2 separate regions of the Mus musculus genome follow, and region 2 is linked to region 1. Evidence: chromatin contacts called from public targeted proximity ligation data. All regions are on one chromosome and are shown on one strand. The core of a region is the stretch at or near the end of the contact, and the rest is flanking DNA. Distances in the headings are between cores, read along the strand shown.

Region 1 (4,680 bases), core at 1,482-3,981:
TGTGGGATCGCTCAGATGCATGAACACAGCTCCCTGGGTCATGCGGACCTGGATGCCCTGCAGCAGAACCCACAGCCTCTCATCTTCCACATCGAGATGCTGAAGGTAAGGCCCCCTGTCTCAAAGGGGACACTAGCCCTACCTCCCCGATGTCCAGGGTTGGTCTGCGGAAAGGGGCAAGGGTAGGAAAACTGTGGAAGCCTCTAGGGCCCTTCTCAGGCCTCATTGATCACCTATGCCCACCCACCTCGACTCTTGTCCTCTGTCTGTGAGCCCATCTTTTCCTCCACAGCTGGCCAGCTGGCCATGCTCTGAAGGGACTGGGGGTTTAGGTGGCTCTTCTTGCCCACATAGGTTACTTTCCATGGAACAGAAACTCTGCCAGGGCATGGGTACTTGCCACCATCTTCACTGTTACCTGAAGTACTTAGTACTAGGTATGCCCAGGCATGTAGGGGCTGATGACACGTGCTAAGAGACCAGTGGTCAGGTGACATGGTTTCCAGCATCTGATGTCAGAGGCCAGGTTTGCTGCAGAGGATTCCGAGGTACCCATGGGCTCTGCTTTGAATTGGTTCCTGCCTTGGCAGGTAGAGAGTCCTGGCACCTATCAACAGGACCCATGGGCGATGACAGATGAGGAGAAAGCAAAGGCAGTACCAGTCATCCACCAAGAGGGCAACCGGTTGTACCGTGAGGGCCAGGTGAAAGAGGCTGCTGCCAAGTACTATGACGCCATCGCCTGCCTCAAGAATCTGCAGATGAAGGTATGCTCAGAGGCCGCGGTGGGAGGGGCACACGGAGGAAGGCATGGCTGCGGCCAGGTCTCAGCATCTCCACTTTCTTTGCCCCCATACACCCCAGGAGCAGCCTGGCTCACCTGACTGGATCCAGTTGGACCTGCAGATCACACCACTGCTACTCAACTATTGCCAGTGCAAGCTGGTGGCTCAGGAGTATTATGAAGTGTTGGATCACTGCTCCTCCATCCTCAACAAGTATGATGGTGAGCACCATGCCCTCTGGCAGCCCAGACTGGCCTCTTCCCATCCAGCGCTGTGGGCACATGGTTCTAGCCCTTAGCTTTGACATCTCTGAGCTCCCCACAAGAGCCTGACCAGAGCTTCCATGCCAGTGGGGAAGGGCAGTATCCAGGAAGTATGAGTGGTACCGTGTGACAGGGTGGCACTGGTACACCGTTCAGAGAGTTGTGGGCCTAGATGCCAGAAGTCAGGCTGGCCGTCTCCTCTCATGCCCCTTGCATGCCTCTGCTTTCTGGTGTCCCTGCAGACAATGTCAAGGCTTACTTCAAGAGGGGTAAGGCCCATGCTGCCGTGTGGAATGCCCAGGAGGCCCAGGCTGACTTTGCCAAGGTGTTGGAGCTAGACCCTGCCCTGGCGCCTGTGGTAAGCAGAGAGCTGCGGGCCCTGGAGACACGGATCCGGCAGAAGGATGAGGAGGACAAAGCTCGCTTCCGGGGCATCTTTTCCCACTGACAGGGCCCCAGTTCTGCCCTGCCTTGCCATGCCCTGCCCTGCCCTGCCAAGCCCACTGCTGCCACCACCTGTCAATCCCCCACTGTCACTTTGCGCTTCTGTGTATATAAAGGCCTTATTTATCTCTCTGGCTTTGCAGAACTAATCTATCTTGAAGGCTGGTCATCACTGGCTAGGGGCTTGGTAGTCAGTGGGAGGGGTGAGATCAGGTTCTTACCCTAGTTCCCACTGGCTTGTGCTAAGGTCTCTGGGAATTTCTTTCTGGCCAATACCAGCCTAGGGAGCCTCTAGTATTAAGTGGTAGAGAAAGCAGGCGTGGCCCACACAGGCCACTCTATCATCCTTAGGTTCCACAGTTCCTGGCTTTAGAGACAGAAGTTTCCTTAGGGGCAGAGGTGAGGGGAGTTGCAGGCTCAGAAGCCACGTGACTCTCATAAACTCCAACACCGTCTGAGGTTGGGGGCAGGAGAAGGAACAGGCAGACTACCTAGGAAATGCCCTAGGGACTCGCAGCCAGGGCTTGTGAAAGTGAAAGTATAGGAGCTCCAGCCTGGCTGCCTCTATGACCCTGAGTAGGTCCTGGCCCCCTTCAGCACCTCAGTGCCCCAGACAGGAAGGCCCACAGTAGAGTGCAGTTGTTTATTTTTATAGGTTCACACACTGGAAACGCTGCTGGGCCCTAACCCACTCCCTCCTTCCTCCCCTGGGGGCTGGGTCCCCTACCCCCGACAAAGGGAAGTAATACTGTGGTGTAGTCATACAGGGTGTGGGGGCCCCAGATTCCCACAGTCACCAAGGCCCCTTGCGAGTCAATAAATAACCCAGTTGCAGCCAAGGTTCCCTCACTCTTCACTGTCCAACTTGAGGCTGATGCTGCGAGTCTTGCCCCTGGCCAGGGTGGTGGGAGGTGTTCCTGGACCCTCACGGTCCACCTGGCTAGGGCCTCTGGATCGAAGCAGCTGGCTCTGCTTCCGGAGGAAGTCCACAGGGGCAGCCACAGCATAGCTACTCTTGGCCAGAGCGGCTCTCGGAGGTCCTGAGGGAGCATGGGAGTGGGAGCCTGCCTCCAGCTGGCCCAAGTGGGCCACATAGCCATCTGACAGGAACTGTGGGCAGAAGGAGGCAGGGATGAGGGGACGTCCAGCCTCCCCCGAGGCTCCTGCACAGGGTAGATAGACCGGGTGATACTGGCAAGTGGCAGGCTGGCTCAGCCTGATCAGGAAGCCTTCTCCCACTACGTAGTATCCCCTGACTCTGAGCCAGGCACCTTGGCTCCACTCCCAGTTTGCCTCTCTCTAGGCCTGACTCATCCTCGGGCTGGCATCTTGGGGAAATAACAGCATTTAGCATTTAGCAAGCTTAGGCCCAGCCTTGAGCCTTTGACCTACGGTGAATGATCAGACCTTTGTTATAAGCTAATGAGTACAGATAGTGCTAGCATCATTCACTACCCACAGAACAAGCTCAGAAAGGTCAAAGCACCTGCCCGAGGCCATGGTAAGATGATCTGTATCTGAGACCTTGAACAGTCACAGCCTGTGGTCGTTGGAGTCTGTACACAGCAAGTGTAGCCTGTTATCCCTATCCCAGGAGGAATAAGTAGTTCTGGGGCCACAAATGCCTTATATCTGCCCTCTCTTGCAGGAATCAACACACTGGGTGGTCCTTAGCCTTGGCCCTGGAATTCTGTTCCCAGCCTTCCCTTAGGTCTTACCTGACACTGTGCCTGCAGTTTGCGCACAGCACGGCCAACAATGTAGGTCTGGCTCGGAGAGAGCCCCAGTGCTGCATACACTGCCACATCTTTTGGTGACCCATATCCAGCCACGATGTTCAGTTCTACCTGCGTTGAAAAGCCGGTCAGCAGCCCGTAGAGCCATAGAGCCAAGGATGTGGCATGCATCCCCCACAAGTGTTTCAGGGGTATCCCTATTTGTGAAGAGATGGGGGCAAGGTTCTAGTCAACACAGCTCAGGAGAGCGGGCCCACAGAGGCCTCTTTACGTCCAGTTGATGGGAGTGGGGCCACTGTGGTGTGGAATGGGGCGAGGGCAGGTTAGGACCATCCTAAGCCACAGTACCTCTTGCACCAGGCTCTGCAGAAACATGGCTTTCTGCCGCAGCGGGTCGTGGGTGAGGCCATCACAGAAGGAGACAACACCATGGGGGAAGTTGTGTTGCGACAGCCAGGCCACTACACGGTGCTTTTGCATGTCAGGCCGGCCAGTTACATACACAATCAAGTAGCCAGAGTCCTGCCAGTGCCTGTGAGATGGAGGCTTGTCAGCTCCAGTCCACAGGGATGACCAGTCGCTGTGGCCGGTGGGGCTGAGGGTCCTACCTGACCACGTCCACTGCGCCAGCGCGCACCTTGGGGTCGCTGCCCATGATAGAGACACTGGCAGTGAAAGAACCATCGATGCTGAAGACCACAGCTTCTGTGCCTCGGGACACCACAGTCAGACAGCACTCGGCATAGGTGTGGTCTCCCCTATGTTCCATGGAAGCATGGCATGAGTGGATAGGGTGAGGTTGGCAGTGCCCAGCCCCACAGGAGCCCAGATACCTGCTGCTTACCTGACCACCATGCGCACAGGGTAGACACCAATGCCCAGTGCACGTTCTGAGGGCACTGGGAAGGTGAGACGGCCTGAGCTGTTAGTGACCTCTGTGCCAAAGTGGATCCACTTGCCTGACAGTGGCTGTGTCATGACGTAGACATCCACCTGGAAGGGGTGGACAGGGCTATGGAGACAACACTCCTGTGTACCAATTTACAGGCAGGTGAGAGCAGAGGCTGGCCAGGCAGGGAGGAATTTCAAGTTGGATCTACAGATCAGCAGCTGTTAGGGCAGGGTAGGAAACACCAGGAGCATGGACACTGGGTCCTGACCTTCTCTCCAGTGAGCGTGACCACATCCAATGGTCCATACATGAAGCGCCCATTCAGCACCTGGGGACGGCCCTCACATACCACGGTGTCACTCGCTCGGTGGTTGGAAGTGACGTTCTGGTGGGAAAGAGAGGGTGAGCTGGGACTGGAAAGGATGCGTATGTATGGAGAAAGAGTTGGTGTCGGGTTGGATTCAGGACCACTCTGATGGTGGAGCGTGAAGGAAGTAGGTCTGCCATGGGAGACCACGGAGGCTGAACATGCAAACTTCTATGGATCACATGAAGTGCGT
Region 2 (4,680 bases), core at 1,173-3,672, 440 kb after region 1:
GCACTGTGGGAAGGTGACATCTAGACCGTGCTCATTTCAATCTTGAGGACATTGTCTGTTAGAGAAAATCTTTCTCCTTGGGTCCGTGCTCACCGAGTAGAACCGGGCGGCTGAGCAGAGTAGAGCCTGCAGGCAGAGGTCTCTGGGTGCTTTCTCCCTTTCTTCCTGAGTGCCCAATTGCAGAAGCTTTAGGTTGGTCTTGTGGAAGATGTCTGTCTCCTAGCTGCAGACCCTTAGGTGCCCATAAAGCCTGGGTAGTCCCTGTGAGGAGTTGACACATGGGACCTGCCATAGTCAGGGTTTCTATTGCTGTGATGAAACATCGTGACTAGAAAGCAGGTTGAGGAGAAAAGGGTTTATTTTTATTTGGCTTACACTTCCACATTGCTGTTCATCACCAAAGGAAGTCAGGGCAGGAACCTGGAAGCAGGAGTTGATGCAGAGGCCAGGTTGGGTGCTGTTTACTGGTTTGTTTACTGTCTTGTTTTCCGTGGCTTGCCCAGGATAACCAGCCTATAGGGGCCCCACACACAGTGGGCTGGCCCTCTCTCATCAATCACTAATTAAGAAAATACCCTAGCTAGGTGGTGGTGACTCACACTGTTAATCCCAGCACTCAGGAGGCAGAGGCAGGCAGTTCTCTGTGAGTTTGAGGCCAGCCTGGTCTACAGGGTAAGTTCCAAAAAAGCCAGACCTACACAAAGAACCCCTGTCTTGAAAAGATTCTGACTGACTGACTAAATTAATTTAAAAAAGAAAAAAATGCCTATGGCTGGATCTTATGGAGGCATTTTTTCATTTTATTCTCCTTTCAAATAACTCTAGCTTGGATCAAGTTGACATAAGACCAGCCAGTGCAGGGCCTTAACCTACATTGTTGTGTGGTCTTCACGTCTGCTGTGTTTACAGCTCTGAGCTGAGGCTGAGGAGTACATGGATCCTGCCTAGTGTTATGTAGGGAGCTGCCGAGGCAGGTAGGCCCCACACAAGCAGGTCTCCACCAGTCTTCCGGACTTCCTATGTAGCGGGGAAGATGAGGAACATTGCCTAGTGATCGCATGTTGTTCACATAGCTTTTACAGAACTGTCAGCATTGCGCACAATGCGCCAATCTTGTTTTTTTGTTTTTGTTTGTTTTAGGTTTATTTTTATATGCGTGAGTGTTTTGACTGCATCTGTGGCTTTGCATGACTGGATCCCTTGGATGTAGAGTTACATGATTGTGAGCAGTCGTGTGGGTGCTGGCAATGGAACTCAGGTTCTCTGGAAGAGCAGCTGGTGCTCTTAACCCCTGAGCAGTCTCTCCAGAAAACACTCCCCCTGTTTTTGAGACAGGATCTTATTAGTCCACCTAGACTGTCTTGACTTGTGATCCTGCCGCCTCAGCCTCTGGAGTGCAGGGGTCGTAAGTTTGAGTCCCACACCTAGTTCTCTAATGAATCAACCTAAGTGTTGTGGAGAGACAGTCCCCTCCCCCACCAGGCACCTGAGTCCTCTGGGCTGAGTTGCCCCAGGTGGTACTTTGCAAGGTTCCTTGCCTTTATTAGGCCTCAGTCTTCTCATCTGTAGCACAGGTGACTGCAAATCCACCTCCTATGGGGACTAAGGACCATTTGGCAGATAGCAGTCTAGGAAGGCGGGCAGGCATGGGATCTGTGGGGGTCAGCAAGCCAGGACCTGCCCCAGAACAGAGCCAGACTAGAGCTTCTCTCTGGATTTCTTCAGTAGGGAGTTTGGGTTATCCTTGGGTCTCTGCACAGTCCGTGTGTCCTGGTGTCCATAACAGGCACTGTGGGAAGGGCTCCTGGGTTCTTCTGCATCCTCACCAACTTCTGGACCTGCTGCCCCTGAGGCTCCAAGACAGCTAGAGTCCAGACTCACATAGAATCCTCCAGGCACGTCTGTGCCCTGATAAGCTTGGTTGAGGCCAGAAGGCCAGGGGCTAGAATTTCATCTCTACGCCCCCAGAGATGGTTTGTGTCTTTCCCTTCATTGTTTTTGCCTGTCCATTTGGCCACATGGTGGACAGAATTGTCATTGGATCCTGAGTTGGCGCCTGTCACCATTTTGGGCGGTGGCCCCTGTGCCTTGGCACCTGGGTTCCCACTTTTTTTCCAGGAGCTGTGGCTTGTTTGAAAGCAGAAACTTGCAAGTTTGGCTCAATAAACAGACTTTGGAGAGCGATGATAAGTTTCGCGGGTTTCTGACTCGTCTCTGCACTACTTAAAGGAAACAGGCGCTGGTACAAAGGTAGGCTTGTTTCTGAAATCGGTTCTCCAGTTTCCTCTCCGAGGACAGAACAATGTGATCTTTGTGGCCACACGGGAACCACTTCCCTCTCTGGCCCGCAGGGGAGGGCCTGGGCCATCCCACCTTCTCCCACCTCCGTGGAAATGCGTCAGTGCCAGCTAGCTGGCAGGTCTGACTGACTGTTGCAGGGTTGGCAGTAGTTCTCAGGGTGTGGCACCGAGGCACCACAGCCTGACTGCAGCTCCAGTCCTGGGTCCCTAAGTTCATCCTTGCTGAATTCTTAATCTGCATCGGTCTTGGGGACACAAGGACTCTGATCTCTTCCTGACCTTGAGTGTCAGTGGCTCTTTCCCGATGCTGGGGACAGTACCCAGGGCTTCATATATGTTGAGCAGACATTGCAGTTCCAAGCCTTTGCATCTAGTGCTGGTCCTCAGTGAAAGGGGAGCCCAGGCTCAGGTCACTGTGCAGATGCACCGTATGGTGGCTGCCAGGAAAATCCCGGTGTCCACAGAGTCCACGAAGCCCGGCTGCTCAGCTTAGTTTTTTGCTAAAGATGGGTGAGGGTCCCAGGCCATATGCAGGGTAAACGTGGCACAGCAGGAGCCCTGTGCCGTTCCCAGAAGTTCTGTGTAGTTTGTGCTTGCGCTGCTTTTGATACTTAGACAGTGGTCTGATGAGAACAATTCCTGGGTGTGTGTGCTTCTTACACTAGGTGTGGTTAGTGACGATTTCCTTTGTAAATAAATGCGTCCTCCTTTGGAACACCCAGAAAACAACAGATTAAACAACTGAGGCTTGTGCTGGCCGCTGCCCAGTGGCTGAGATGGAACCACCACAACCCCAGGATGAGAGATGGGGAAACTGAAGCTCAAAGAGGTAGAGAGTGGAAGCCTATTTGCATTGTAAATGGTTTCTTTGAAATTACTTTAAGGGTCTGTGTCTCTTCTACCCCTGCAGGCACCAGGTATGTGCATTGTATATTGACATACATGTAGCCTAAACACCTGCATGTGTGTTCTCACTTTCTGTCCCCTCCTCTTGCCCCTCCCCCTCTTCCTCTCCCTCTCTCCCTCTTTCCAGATCATGAAACTCGCCAAAGGGGCCCCTGGGTTCTGCTCCTTGGTGTCTGAGACACGGTTAACGTATGTGAAACGGACCTGGGGACAGGCTGCAATGTCACAATTATCCTCTTGGGGGAGTTGTCTGATGGGCTGCTCTTCCTATATATGAACCTGAGTGGCTGTCCTGTACCTGGTAGAACAAGCCAGGAGACCTTGAGAGAAAGCTGCCGCTGTCCCAAGGAAGGACTTGCCTCCGTCAGAGTGTCCAAGCACTCAGTCCCCAGGGGCTCCGAGTGCATCTCCGTTTTGGGATTGCTGTCTTACTCTTTGCCGTGGTCGTGGGCCACTTCCGGGAGCCTGGCAGGCTGAGAGCCATGGGACCAAGATGGTGTGTAATCAGAATGCTATATTTTGTCGAAAATAAGAATGTTAGTAATGGGCTGGTTTCTGGCAAGTCAAACTGGGACTCTGAAATACATATTTTTCTCTACTCTGTCCTAAACCTTCTAATTAGTGAAAACGCACATTTGCAGACATAAATCAATGTCACGATTTGTCCTGGGGATCCCTGAGCTGGTAGCATTATGTGGTTGCTAAATTGGGGCTTTGGGAGTGTGCACATGCTTGTTTGTGCATGCACATGTGCACGTGTGTGTCAGAGGGTGAAGGTTCAGGAGAAGCTGAGTTTCCCAGAGAAGTCCTGGAACCTTTCCTTTGGGCCACCTAGCACCACCCCCCCACCTCCCCCCCCCCCCCCCCACACACACATAGACTGTTAAAGTTCTTGAGTGCAGATGTCACCAAGTTAAACTGATTAACAGGGGAAATGACTTTCATGGTAAAGGACTTCCTTTCTGGAAACCTCTACTGCAGAGTGTCAGTAGCTAGGTCCAGCATTCTGCAGAGGCTGTTGGCCTGGTGCCTCCTGTTAGACAGTTGAGACCTTAGTCATGTGAAGACGAGCCAGCTTTGGTAGGTTCCATGAGTTCCTGGGGTTAGGTGCAGGGTCTACTCAGCTGGGGTCATGCAGGTTCAACGTTAGACTGTGAAGTAATGTCCCAGAGCACCCCTGGTGATTTGTCATCTATACTAGGGGAATTACTTGCCAACAGTCCTCTGGTGGCCAGATAAGACAGTCACTGTCCTAGCAGCCCATAGGATGTGAGCAGAGTGCCGTGGTGAGGCACAGGTGAGCCTGTCGCTGGTATACATCAGGGTTTTGGTTTGTGAAAGGAGCAGGAGGTGGGCTGGCTGCTGGAAGAGGATCAAGCCAGACTGGGCATCTCCCCCGTTCTGGATTCCATGTGCCTCTGCCCAGTCTCTCCTGGCTCTTCTCACTCTATTTTATTTCTGACTCCAGGCCAGT

Evidence for each region.
Region 2: a contact with region 1 is called in a targeted proximity ligation map of pancreatic cancer cells. A contact is called at or near these places in 1 of 39 promoter capture datasets (liver) and 1 of 130 datasets of targeted methods (pancreatic cancer cells).

The regions. Positions count from the first base shown.
Region 1 is chr19:4,111,407-4,116,086 of GRCm38.p6, reverse strand. It overlaps Pitpnm1 (phosphatidylinositol transfer protein, membrane-associated 1), which reads right to left. Exons shown (of 23, transcript NM_008851.4): 18 at 4,389-4,505; 19 at 4,073-4,221; 20 at 3,837-3,986; 21 at 3,577-3,760; 22 at 3,211-3,339; 23 at 2,122-2,602. The coding sequence ends at 2,339. Aip (aryl-hydrocarbon receptor-interacting protein) reads left to right here. Exons shown (of 6, transcript NM_001276284.1): 3 at 1-105; 4 at 591-767; 5 at 865-1,006; 6 at 1,291-2,331. The coding sequence ends at 1,496. Among named protein-coding and RNA genes, the nearest start is that of Aip, 7.8 kb to the left of the region's middle.
Region 2 is chr19:3,666,968-3,671,647 of GRCm38.p6, reverse strand. All of the region lies in intron 1 of Lrp5 (low density lipoprotein receptor-related protein 5), which reads left to right. Among named protein-coding and RNA genes, the nearest start is that of Gm36672, 17 kb to the left of the region's middle.